Regions from separate parts of the Siniperca chuatsi genome. Here region 1 is linked to region 2. The links are chromatin contacts, called in public Hi-C maps. All regions are on one chromosome and are shown on one strand. Each heading gives the region's core, a stretch centred on a gene start, on an enhancer-like site or on the middle of the called end of the contact. The rest is flanking DNA. Distances are from core to core; before and after follow the strand shown. Region 1 holds the start of LOC122871067 (cyclin-dependent kinase inhibitor 1B-like). Region 2 has its middle 21 kb from the start of LOC122871062.

The links. A called contact is a pair of places that touch in the nucleus more often than the background predicts.
Region 1: a Hi-C map of liver shows a contact between it and region 2, with 3 times the contacts expected there. The contact joins the promoter of LOC122871067 here to the enhancer-like site in region 2. A contact is called at or near these places in 2 of 3 Hi-C or Micro-C datasets (liver and skeletal muscle).

The regions. Positions count from the first base shown.
Region 1 is chrLG23:14,346,651-14,353,137 of ASM2008510v1, forward strand. LOC122871067 (cyclin-dependent kinase inhibitor 1B-like) reads right to left here and starts at 3,626. Exons shown (of 3, transcript XM_044185653.1): 1 at 2,571-3,626; 2 at 1,920-2,081; 3 at 452-1,577. The coding sequence starts at 3,114. The coding sequence ends at 1,933. cdpf1 (cysteine-rich DPF motif domain-containing protein 1) reads right to left here. Exons shown (of 3, transcript XM_044185654.1): 3 at 4,853-5,923. The coding sequence ends at 5,795.
Region 2 is chrLG23:14,276,451-14,283,120 of ASM2008510v1, forward strand. No RefSeq gene overlaps it. Among protein-coding and RNA genes, the nearest start is that of LOC122871062, 21 kb to the left of the region's middle. Within about 2 kb of position 2,556, the one cell type or tissue checked has an H3K27ac peak away from gene starts, as active enhancers do. A contact at or near this core is called in liver, where this site is marked.

The DNA.
Region 1 (6,487 bases), core at 2,376-4,875, 71 kb after region 2:
AGAAATGCTTTGGTAGTCAGGTTCCTACAGAAATAAGCTCACAAATTCTTTTTAAAAATGTACATACTGTAATGTCACTAAAACCTCATTGTAGAGCATGACAGACAATAAGTTTCCTCATTAAGGTATTTATTAATGGTTAGACTATAAATTATGGTTTAGTTACTGATCCTATCACTGCTGACATCCCTCAGACTGAAGAACACATTAAACCTCTTTAATAACGTGGTTGTATATCCATCAGGTCTTTGTAATCACTATGATCGGTCTGCCAGTTTACATGGGCGGATCACTTTTAACTCCAAGTGTGTTTGTTAAAGGGTGCGGTGGTTGTGTGCGCCTTGCAATCAAAATAGTGAGTACATGCATTACTCAACCGTTGCTTTTTAATCAATCAAATGGCAGACTGAAGAAAATAAAAAACGCACAGGATATAAAATCGATTATAGGCTCAGTTTTGCAACAGTTTATTTATCTTAAAACAATAATGAAAATATATATTTACAAAAAAATGTCGCTTTGGGAAGCTTTACATACACCCACAACAAAAAGCTCAACATAAATAAGTTAGTATAATTTTTTCAGTGTTTTTCCAAAAAAAAGGCACACAGGTACACTTCAAAGTTTTACACCAAATGAGGCAGTGTCACTTTGTTTTTCTGCCTTAAAAAATGAGAAATTAACAATAGTGCAATTACATGTTCTACATGAATTCCACACCACAAAGACAAATCTTTGATTCACATATATGCATAAGCAGCCCAGTGATTTTAACATATTTTATCACTGTTAACCTGGACTACACCACTTATTACAAGGGGCAGGATATGTGACCTAAAAGCCACTAAAATATTAACTCACCTAATTTAAAAAATACCAGCTAATTCTTAGGATTGTTAGCAAATACTGTTATAATTTGGTTGGATATTGCTCAGCAGTTTAGCCGCCCTCCCACCCCACCACTCACCCCCAGAACAAAAGGCACAAACCCCTTAAAAAAAGGGGGGGGGGATAAGGAGACATTATTTGCATGTAAACTTTATCTGTCATGGCTGTTCCCAGTTAGATGGACCCAAGACACAAGATATATAATACTGGGGCAAATAAAGCCATAGAAAAAGAAGACATTTTGTTTCCACATAACCCTGACTTTTGGAAATCTGCATTTTTAACTTACATCAATTACCTGAATAATTATACAATATGACCACTTTAACAAAATAATATTTCTCTGTTGGAAATTGCACTGCAACTCCCGAGTCAAATTCACACACTTATTCAAATACATTTAACAAAGGTATGAAAAGCATAATATGCTTTTTTTATGTGCTACATCTGAAACATAGGTAGTAGATAAAAAAAATGAGCAAAAATCCATTTGCACACTGCTACATTGTCTGCTGCTTCTGAGGCAATTTAATTGAAATGAGTGCCAAAACTTGATAGTGTACATATTCAGTGCTTGTGCAGCCTCTCCTCCTCCCTTCTTTAGGAAAAGGCTGCTTTTATATTTTCTCTCCCATCTGTCAGGTGATGAGAAAGGCTACAGTATTCCACCAGCAACAGGTCTCCCCGCTCTGTGGGACATAAAGAGGAAACAGGCTGTTGAATGGTGCAATTGAAAAAGCAGTTTCTCATGCTTGATATCCCTCATGCAGATACTAACACACCCAGAGGGTGAACAGTCATAACATGAAGGGTTGTGGAAGATAAAAAAAACAAAACTATATGCAAGTTTGAAAAGGCTGATGACGTGTAAGGACAGCTGTTATTAATGCGTTACTGATGGTGATGATGAACAAGTACACAACTGGCATCTAATATAAAAGCCGATCATTACACATTGAAAACCTATAGCCTGTGATATTGTCCAGTCACATCACTTAATGGCAGTAGAATAGTGAAATAATAATCCTAACCTGGCACTGTTTTTCACTGGACCTCCGCGCTGTTCTCCGGCCTGCTCGGTCTCTCCTCCGCGGCTTTTACCGCCTGACTTGCTGCACCGTCCGACTCGTCTTCATCATCATCGTCTCCGTCGGTATGCGGCCTTTTACTCTGACACTCGCTGGAGCAGGGACCTGGGCAGAAAAAACAAACAAACAAAAAAGCACGCGAAAAAAATGGTCAGGGTATTGTTGTGCAGAGCTGCACGTCCACTTGAAAAAAAAGGCACCTGGCATCCTCGACAGGCTGCTGAGAAATGTTACTACCGAGAATAGTTATGAAAATGAGCAAACTACAATGTTCCCTAATAAGCATTAGGGAACATTGTAGTTTGCTCATTTGCGGGTTTGATTCCCAAGTGCGCGTTACATTGTCACTCCCACTAATAACAGGAGCTCAAATGACTTTAACATCTGTAAAGAAATGCTCAGTTTGCCCCCCCGGTGTCTCGCTCCAGCACACTTCGCTTGTTTGCTGGGTGATCAACCGATCGTTGCCTACGGTTGAACCCCGGACACAACTGTTGCTTCGCGCCTCTGCATTGCGGCACAGTGGCACCACAGAGACGCACGGCACAGAGAAATAAAAATGCGTGACAGCCTTAATAAGTTAATGTAAATCACCTATAGCCCCCGAACGTCTTTTCCTCGAACCCTTTCTGTCTGGTTGGCGATCCGACTGCCTTCCGCTGCTCCCCTCGGCATCCTGCCGGTTGTTGTCGCCGGGCAAGTCCTCATCTCGCTGGGGCCGCTGTCTCCCGTGAGGCGGTCTGTGATAAAACTCCGGTGCGTCGCTGTCCTCCTGCCAATTGAAGCGGCGCGGACTGAGCGGTATGTCGTTAACGGGATCGAAATTGTACTCCTCCATAAAACCCTGCACATTTTCCTGTATCGATTCCGCCAAATTCCTCCGTATCTCCTCTGGGTCGGGTCTGCCGAAGAGGTTTCTGTTGACCGGAGGTCTGACGTTGTCTGGCTGCCTCGCATCCACCCTCTCCAATGTCGGGCTCGCATTAGAAAGGCGAACATCTGACATTTTGTTGCACATATGACAAGGGAAAACACCCCACAAACAACAACCAAACCCTTTTAAACTTCTATTTCCAAGTAGTATTCCTTTCAAATGCAAAGTCACAGGAATGACGCATGCATACTCCGCGCGTATCATCCAAAACGCGTACGCGCAAAAATGGAATAAAGCGTCTCCAAAGGCGCAGGGGGGTTTAAGAAAGCCACTCCTGTCAAGTCCGTAGTAAAGCGGATGAAAACAACAAGTCAAGTCATAACAGCCAACATGGCGTTAGAGGGAGCTGTGAGTGAAGAAGAAAAGTTGACACCAAGGACTATTTAAACAGAGAAGGCGATTCATTGGTCTGCGCACTAGGACCGCCCATAGAGCTCTCTTAAAGTCGAACAGGGGGAAACAACAACACAGAGCAGGATTGGATTAACTCTACACATGAATATGGCCTAATGAATCTGTTTGATTAGTTAAATACACGATTAAGAGTAAAGGGAGGCTATAGTTACAGAGGAGTGCGAGTGTTATCTTTCGATTAGCACCTGATTTATCATAGCAGGCATCAGGTTAGACATTTAACTGAACACCTAAAGGTCAAAGATATCATTTGATCTCATTAAGTGGGATTTTGTATCGCTGTGTCCATGCACTGCAAGATGTCCTGGATCAGAAAGTGTAAAACCTGCTAAGAAAAACAACATTGGAAACATTAATCTCACAGCAGGAGCACTAGTCTGTGGTCTAGCTCCAGGCTGTTGATAGGAATCAATCATCAAATGATAGTAGGAGTGCTGACAGATATCACTGCTTGATCTGATCTGGTGTCACATAAACTGCTTAGGCACACTTGATTCAATCAGTGTAAATCTATTCAGTTACAGCCTCAAGGTTATTGAAGGACAACAAGACCCTAAAATGAGGTTCTGTGCAGGAAAAAAAAAAAAAGTCACAAATGTGCCTCCTGGCATATGATGACATCAGTTCTGGAGCAGAACGCCTTCCGTCATCGTTGGCACGGTGCCTATCGCTGTCAGACTTTGCCATTGGTGCCACAGAGGTGGTTTGTGCGCTTCACTGGTTGTAATTGCTTGCGTGTGCTTGGAATTTAAACACCAAGGAAACAGAAAGTGGTGCAGCTTTAAAAAGAAGAAAAAAAAAAAGACTTTGAAATTCACCACCATTTCCCTCTGGCAGGGTTCTCAGTTTGCATATTAAAATTTCCTGACTTAAAAATTGAACTGGTGTTCATGGCAAGACTTTAATAATAGAATATCTTTTCTGTACATCCCAAAGCTGCATAGCAATCCTGTAGTAACTGACTGAATGCATCGGCTATAGTGAGCACTCCTTGTCCCAACTTAAACTCTACAGCGAGTGTTGCTTTGCATGCCTCTGCAGCATTTGCCAGTAAAATCACTGGGCCTCCCTTTAAGGCCATGCTGTTTCAATTAACCATTTGAAAAGAGTCAAACATCTCGTGATGAATACAGCGAGGCCATCTGTTATATCGATGTTATCGCCGGGATCACACTTAATCCATAATGTGTTTATGCTGCTGCAAACTGTGCACCGTGTTGAACAGAGTGATCCCTGAGATGAAAACAGATTTTGATCAAACTGTTTGGACGGGTAATTGAGAAACGAGGCAAAAGAACATTTTGTTTGGGTCACACATGCATAACCAATGCTTTAAGGGTAATACTTGTGTGGGGTTTTTTTGTCTTCACAGTTTGAAATATTAGGGCTCATTCTCCCAGCTGCAGAGAAAAACACAGCTAAATGTAACTGAGTGGGATGATGCAACTGTAGCAGATTCTATCACTAAAATGAACGTTAGTTACACATTAGTTATGAGCCACGATTAAACAGTCACAGAACAACAGAGAAAGGTCACAGTATGTATCTTTTTATAGTTTAAGATAACACAGGGGGAAAAAATGGACTCGACAGAAGTCAGCAGCAAACCCTCTGACCATGGACGCAGAAATGAAAGAGATAACAGTGAGGCACTCTTAAAAAGGTGGTGCCACTGTCAACACAAACATGTGTCTGTAGTTAGAGAATTAGTCATATAAATGTTACTGTTACCATGTGTTGCTCAAAAGTAATAAAAATGTGAAATGCTATTATTTCCACATCTTCTTTTGAGTCATACATAGTTATAATAATCGTGTTGCATAGAATAGTTGTAGAATTGGGCTGGACAAGCAATGAGCCATGGTCTCTTTATTAATTAATATAGCAAAGGGCCATAATGACAGAAAATGTGCTCCAAGTCTGACACTTTTATCCTTTATCCCCACATTTTTTGGAAATGTTAATGTGCCTCTAATATATATATATATATATTTGTAAACAGAAAATTTAGAGCAACTGCAGGGCAACTATGAACATACAGTTCATGGCATCAGATTCAGAATCAGTAGTGGGAGCCATTTTTTATTGCTGCAAACCAGCAGGTCTGATTCTAAGCCTGCAACCACAATCCGACAGGGGATCCAGCAACACTAGTCACACCCGTTGCTTGCTTCTATAAAACTCTCTAGAAACAAATAACACCCTCTAGGCTAATACAGCAGGTCAACTTTACGGGCACAAGAATAAACTAGTATTTTTCTGATGTGTGGTGTTCATTTCCCACCAATATAATAATAACCCAGAGCTATGCTAATAAATTACAGGATGTGTGGTGTTTTTGCAGTTTGGTCCAGTATGGGTTTGATAAAAGAGTGCTGGTAAAGCACCCTGACACATTTGGGACTGGTTATATAACCATTCAGACATTTGTCTTCTATTGGTGAGCAGGTTATGGACCTCTTGTCTGGTGTCATGAGACGGCAGCCTTGAAGCTCTGCTTCTTCTTGGCCAGCTCGGCCTGAATCTGATGGGGGAACTGGTCCAAGTGCTTGTTCACACACTGTATGCAGAACCTCTTGGTGTAGAAAATACTGCAGTCCTGACAGAAGAGAAAACAAGACTCCAGCATCTAGGCTCAAGTTTCACATAAGCACTGGACATGCATAGTCACATTGATTTTTAAAAAAATGTTTCTATTTGTGAAACCGGATTAATTAATTTTTAAAGGGCATCACAGTCATGAAGCTCACTCAGCACATATATGTGCCACATGATTACAAAGTCATCTGAGGAAAACATCAAAACCACAGATGCACCAGCCACCACCAAGTGGAAAACTGTCACAGGAGCACAGCTTAGTTTCCAAATGCAGTTTTAACTGATGATCATGCTCCTAAGTTACTTTTTATCTATCCCAAAACATTGCAGTTAAAGATTTTACAGTTGCCTTTAGAGTGCAAGAGCACACACACTCAATATCTGCCTCTGCTACGTGTAACACACTCACACACTCTTATCAAGACTGATGTAATTTGTCCCTGGAGGAGCATGCCAACATTTGTGCATCCAGGCATTAATCATTTGATAAACTGAATTACATGATCACATATTCTATCATCATAGTCTGTGGTAAAAACAGACCGTAGGAATTTTATTTTAAAAC
Region 2 (6,670 bases), core at 1,306-3,805:
CTGACACTTACTGCGTGCTATAAAGAGGGGGAATATACAGTACCATGTGGTTTTCACATTAACATCAGGCTTATGTTCGAGTGTGTGTGTTTTTTATGTGCTTTTTGTGTATATGCATAAGAAATAAGGGATTATTATGCCACTTGTGGTAATATGTTGACTATAATTTCATCTTTTGGGCTGATGTCAACTGCAGTAATTGAGGGCGTTTTAAAGAACAGAACTAATGTGCAGGCATGCAGAGCATAACGAGTGTGTTGAGAGAGTGGTGCTATTTGCAGAGAGAGAAAATTGCCTGACAACTGTACGCGCTGCTTGTGAGTAATGTTGCCATGAGGAAGTACGCCCATACAAATAGGCTCTGTCTTTAAGCTGTCACTCAGCCATTCATCACCCTGTGTATTTATTCCCGGGGATTAGAAATGCTTATCTCTTGGTGGCCGTGTTTATTTTGCTCTAGAGCTGTCACAAGAGTGCTTTTAGCCGCTGTCTCTGTGTGCGTCCAAGATGATCTACACCTCCACTCAGGTGTAGGATTTTCATTATTTGCCTAAGGTTCTTCTCTGTATGCTTTAAATCTTTTTCTTTCTCTGATTTTGGATGATAATGTCCTGGAAAAAAGGCCACAATTCAACAGTATTTGACTTGTATTTTGGGCAAGTAATAGCTCCTGTACATTTTGTTCAAGCAACCTTGAAACTTTCCACAGGTTTCTCATACATCCTGCCAAGATACTATCAAGTCTCTGAAGATATGCAGTATATTGCTTTGCTCCAAATGTTGTATCTTTACTGTAATACTTTGGCTCCTGCTCTCCACTTAAGATGACAGTAATAGAAAACATGCTGTGATGAAAAAAAACCCATGGTTTTGCTTTATTTTACTCCTCTTCATTTTCCACTTCAGCCAGTCTTCACAGTGATTTGTGCGCCTGTAGGTTTTAAACCGGCATAAGTCTGGAAAGTTCTGGAAAAGGTTATAGGGAACTTTTTCCACTGGTGCAGATTGTGGATGGTGTTGAATCAGTTATTGTAGGTCAAAGACAAGGTTTTTACTACCTCACTGTGATGTGATTCAGACCGATGCTTTAAATACTGAAAATCCATTACTGTAAAAATTAAGGACTGAAATATATGCGACATGTATTCACTTTAGATGATTTGACAAGTTCAGAAAAGTGTGAGGGAGGAACAGTAAAAGTTTGGCAAGGAGCTCCCAAGCACATGGCAAATACATTGGAGTGTACAGTAATAAGGAGGAGGTGTGTGTGTGAGAGAGAGAGGGAGAGAGAGAGAGAGTGTGTGTGTGTGTGTGTGTGTGTGTGTGTTCAAGCCTCTTTTGAGTGCAGTTTTGATAAAATTCCAGGTCTCATCTACTGCTGAGCTGCTAAAACAAATTACTCTTGCCACAGTGATTTGGACATTCACACACAGAAATGTAATACTAATCACACAAACACACTCACTGGACACATACTGTACGTGCATGTGTGTAATTCTGCATCAAAGTGAATTATATATTTTATATGAGAGGATTGTAAGTACAGTCATTTTGCATATACGATTTTGTTATGTCTCTATAAAACAACTAAAAACAATGTGGAACCTTGTCATGCAGTGGACCTTGTGGCCACGCAGATAAATCCACACATAGAGCCATTAACAACATTTTTCTGTATTTCAAAATAAAATTCTTTACCCTTTCCTTTTGGCATCACTGGAACCCCAAAGTTCAAATCATATGTGTTTAACAGGCAGTACCTCAGCACCCCAGACAAGCATGGCCTTGGTCTACTATTCTTCTCAGAAAAGAGAAATACCATTAAGGGATAGGATCCATACCAGTCCTTTCTGTAAGTGGAAAGATGTTTGGAAGTTCTCACAAAACTCATCATGTAGCAAAAGACTGACAGACACAGGGTGCCTGGACAAAAAAACACTGTGGACAATTAATTTGATTTCATTCCTGCTGTAAAACATCATGGGGAACACAATATTATACTCTGAAAATGCTGACTATCCATTTCTTACATAGAATGTGCATCTGAAAGTGTGTTTCTATGCAATCCAGCTACTTATACTTTGCCAGACCTCAAGAGCAGATTGGAAACAGACAAAGTGTGAAGCACTTCACAATGAAGGGTTCACTTCCAATCCAGTTTGAAAGTTTATCAGTAAGTATTCAATTAAAGACAATTTTCTCGTAAACATATGTAGCAGTTTGTCAAATTGTTTTTGTAAACCACTGACTCAAATCACCTAAAACAGCATGGAAAAAAACTTTAGAATTTATTTTTTTAGTCTGACTAGGGTAGTTGTCACATGTTTCAGTTGCTCATTTTTGGCATGGAACTCTTCAAATAATGATGCCACCATTTTTGGCTGATGACACACGTCATGGCTGACATACTGTACTGAATGTACAGTTCACATGAGGTAGCTGGACCTTGTTTTGATAAATGTGGGAAAAGGGGAAGTGGCTGGGCTGTGTGTTATCTTATCTGTGTACCGTCCAAGCCACGGACTGCGCCGTGTCCTGGGAGTGACAAGCACAGTTGTGTGTGTGGTAGCTGGCAGCCGCCTCGGGTCTGTCTCTCTATACAACAGAATGAGTTTGAGAGACAGTGCAGAAGTTTTTAGCTAATTCTCCCCAGGATGTTCGACTGCACTGTGAAGCTCATATATCTGGAGAGAGAAAAAAATGTTGTAAAGGAAAGTACAGCGTAACTGCACTTAGCTCATAAGCTCGTATTTGGCTAAAGAGCAAACCAAAGACCTTTAATGACTACAGGCCAGAGACATTTAATGAAATCCTCTACATGACATATGGGTCAATTTGGCTGAAATAACCCTTGAACATTTTGTTCCAAAATGAGATATCCATTATTGGAAAAAGGTGAATCTTCATCTTGCCAAACAGCACACAATGAAATAGGGAAAAAACTTCCATTGAGAAAAACACTTTTACATGTTGGATTCTCTTTATTTTAGAAACAGCGATTAATGACCTTCCCCAAAAGTCTTTTCCCCCTCTAAAATAAATGTATTGCCTCTTGGAAGTAGACTCTCCATTTTCTGCTGCTGCAAAGGCAACATTCCCACTCTGGCCAAACCTTTTCAACTTTGGACTGAGCAAGCTGATTGATTGACTTATGGACTCTGGCCAGTGTGTCCTCATTTGAACCGTCTGAATCAGAAAGGCCTCCGCTGCGGTGGGAGATAAACTCAGCTCTCTCCAAAACCGCAGCAGGTGGCCTGTGTTTGGGTCGTACACTAGCTGAGTATCAAGTTACCTCCTTATACACATGTTATCAATTAGTATAGATCCTCAGAGTGGTGGAGCCGATTGCTCATAGTTTTCTGTCTTCTCTCTTCCCAAACCCAAAGATATGAGGAGAGAGCAACAGTAGTAAACAACAGAACCTGGCCAGACCTGCAAAAATGCAGTTTACATTTCAGCAGCTTTTATAATCAATTAAGTGTCGAAATTTTAAATAGACCTGGGAACGGGTGGTCTACTTGTTGAAGCTTCATTAGTTGCATCAAAAATGTCATAGCAACCATGACTGGCGCCATCATAGATGTCCATAACTGATGAATTGACTATGCATGAATGTTTACATACATAACATCCATCCAAGAAAAATTTGATTAGGGAGAACTGTAGGAAATAATACACAGGTGTAGCATGGTAGTGCCGGCAGATGAATTCCTGAGAAGTGAGGCAGGCGTCTGAAGACCCTGGACTCTGACTGGACCCTTCAGAGAGGAAAAAAGTTGTGATTCCGAAAATCGTCTGTCACTTAGTCTCATTCAGAAATATGTCTGGGTCTGGTCCTATGTGAAACACTTGTACAAACACACACTCTGTCCTTTTATACATCTTGGCTGTCGGTGGCTCAGAGAGCTGCCTCCGGGGAAGGGTCTCCTTCCAGTCAGTTTCCACTCAGAGGGAACCAAAATACATCCTGACCTGGCTATGGAGACCATGACATTTCAGACGCTGTGTATGCAAGAGAGACAGGTCCACAGATGGAACACATTTGTATGAATTAATGTGTAACTGTTAAGAGGGCAAAAATTATTTGATATAAATTGACCTTAGCTTCCACCCATTCTGCTGTGGTACTTTGGCTTGATTGCAATCAGAGCCGAAAAGCCTTTATTGTAAAATGTCATCAATACCTGCCTTGGCCCTTAGTGAGAGATGTATGAGAGAATAATGAATGTTGTTTCAGCTTTCAAACCAAAATCTTATCTGATGACAAGTCCAACAACTTCTACTTTGTATCATTGAGATCCTCTTTCCTGACTGGAAAGTGTGTGGCATTACATTCCTGGTCCACTTTGATGTGACGAGAAATGACAGATACTTATCCGTGTAAACACAGTTGAAGTTCTTCCAGTTCTCAAGCTCTTCCTGTTACTGTTCTTCCAGGAACAAGAGGTCCACAATAATCAAATCTTCAGCTGCAGCTTATGGTAAACGGTAAATGGACCGTACTTGTATAGCGCCTTTCTAGTCTTCCGACCACTCAAAGCGCACACTACATATCACATTCACTCCATTCACACACATTCATACACTGATGGCAGAACTGCTCATCAGTACAAAGAAACTAATTAATCATTCATACACTCACACACCGAAGGCACAGCCCTCGGGAGCAATTTGGGATACAGTGTCTTGCCCATGGACACTTCGACATGCGTGCTGGGGTGGCTGGGCCGACCTTCCGTTTGGTGGATGACCCGCTCTACCACTAAGCCACAGTGTTGCGTGCGCAGATGATTCTTAAAGTTTGTTAAACAGATTTGCTGTTACTCTTCTAAGATTTCATGACCTCGTCAGACATGTAAAAAACAAACATATTCAGCAGGTAGGCTAAGTTTGCCTGACATACTGGATCATCAAACTTAAGCCCCTGATAACCATCTGACTCCAGTATGTAGCAATAGTTGGACAAATAATTTCAAAGCAAACTTAAGAGATGGGAATTTACTGGTCAAGTCTCAACAAAACTACAAACTTGAAAAGCAGAGTTCAACACAGCTTTGGCATTTTCTTCATTGCTAAAGATGCTGCAATGTGTCCACATCACATGTGAGACAACCTCTTTAATCCGCATCCTGTAATACTTTGTCAGCTTGTCATTGTTTTGGCACCATCTGTACGAATTCTGAAGCATTTTTTCGTTCTCATGCCCCAACTTGTTCTTAATCATGCATGATACAGACAAGCTGATTAGCCAAATTGGCAACATCTGTAGTCTCATTTTACTGTAGTGGAAAGCACTCAATCATTTCAGTGCATTCTTGCATCACTTTATCAGTGTAATCTTTCATGTCAATAAACCTACAAGTCACAACAGTCAAAGTGGCACCGAGTCAGCTCTTTTTCTCCTCATGTAATATATGTGTTTGTTCTTTGACCAACGCCACACAGTTCTTCACCACCACAAAAACAATTTAATAATGAAACACACATTCTTTATTTGTAATTTAAATGCCACAATAATAGAAATTGCATACACTGCTGTACAACCTGGGGACACTTCATGTACCACCTGTGGTATATGTATTACAGTTGGAGAACCGCTGCAGAAGATAAATGAAGCAATTGAACACTTTAGCCATTAATTTTTTGGAACCAATTTGCTGATAAAAATGAGCTGGATGGGCCAAACCTAATACAGGCGTAAATAACAGTCACACAAATTGTGTTTTATTGCCATTAAATCCAGATGTTCGGTTATGGGAGCATTCGGGGTAACAGGTACTGTAGGGCCTGTAGCCTTGTCAGGAACTCTCTAAATCCCTCAGCTCTCGGCCCTGGTCCTGATACAGCTCATTAAACTGTGATTATACTGCTCCCAAGGGTTTGGGCCCAGAACCAGCTCATTATAAAGGCAACAGAAAACAGAGCATGCAGAATGAATCGTTATAATGCAGTGTGCCTCCTATCACTATCATCTGCTATGCTAGTTTGTTCTAAAAACAAAGAACTTCAGATTGAATTTTAAGAAATGCGTAACCTTATGTAATGTGTAAAGAAACATTTAACAGGAAACCAAAGCTTTACCTAAGAAAAGGAACCTGTACTAGAATGTGCCATAGGGTGCTACAGGGTATTACCATCATAATTAGCAGTTGGCTGACCCCACGCCCTCCCAACCACTCTGCTTCCGAGCTAATGGCGTGCTCCACCTCTCACCTATCGCATGCAGTTATAGGGGATCTGGTAGGACCTGCAGCACATGTGAGGCAGGAGTCTGGTCATATTACCCTGACCTGATCAAGAACAGATTTCAAACGCAGGTGTTTGAGAGGAAATACCAGGGAGGTCCAGTTCTCACATGAGTCTTTTAATCAGGATGTCCCACCACTTCTTGGTGAAAATTACACTCCAGGTGCTCAAGTTTATTACGATAATTTCATTAAAAGCTGAACAGGTATTCATTTATACTGGTCAATGTTCTGCTTAAGTTGAGACATCTAACCCATGTTAATTTTATATAAACACACCACATATGAATTGGGGTTGTTGTAACAGCTAGTGTAGTGTTTTTAAAGAAAATGACTACCTTAAGAGGAGTTCAATCTTCTTCCAAATGACCTTGTAAAAATACTTTGTGTTAGTTAGTTAGTGTTAGTTTTTGACTGTCATCTTT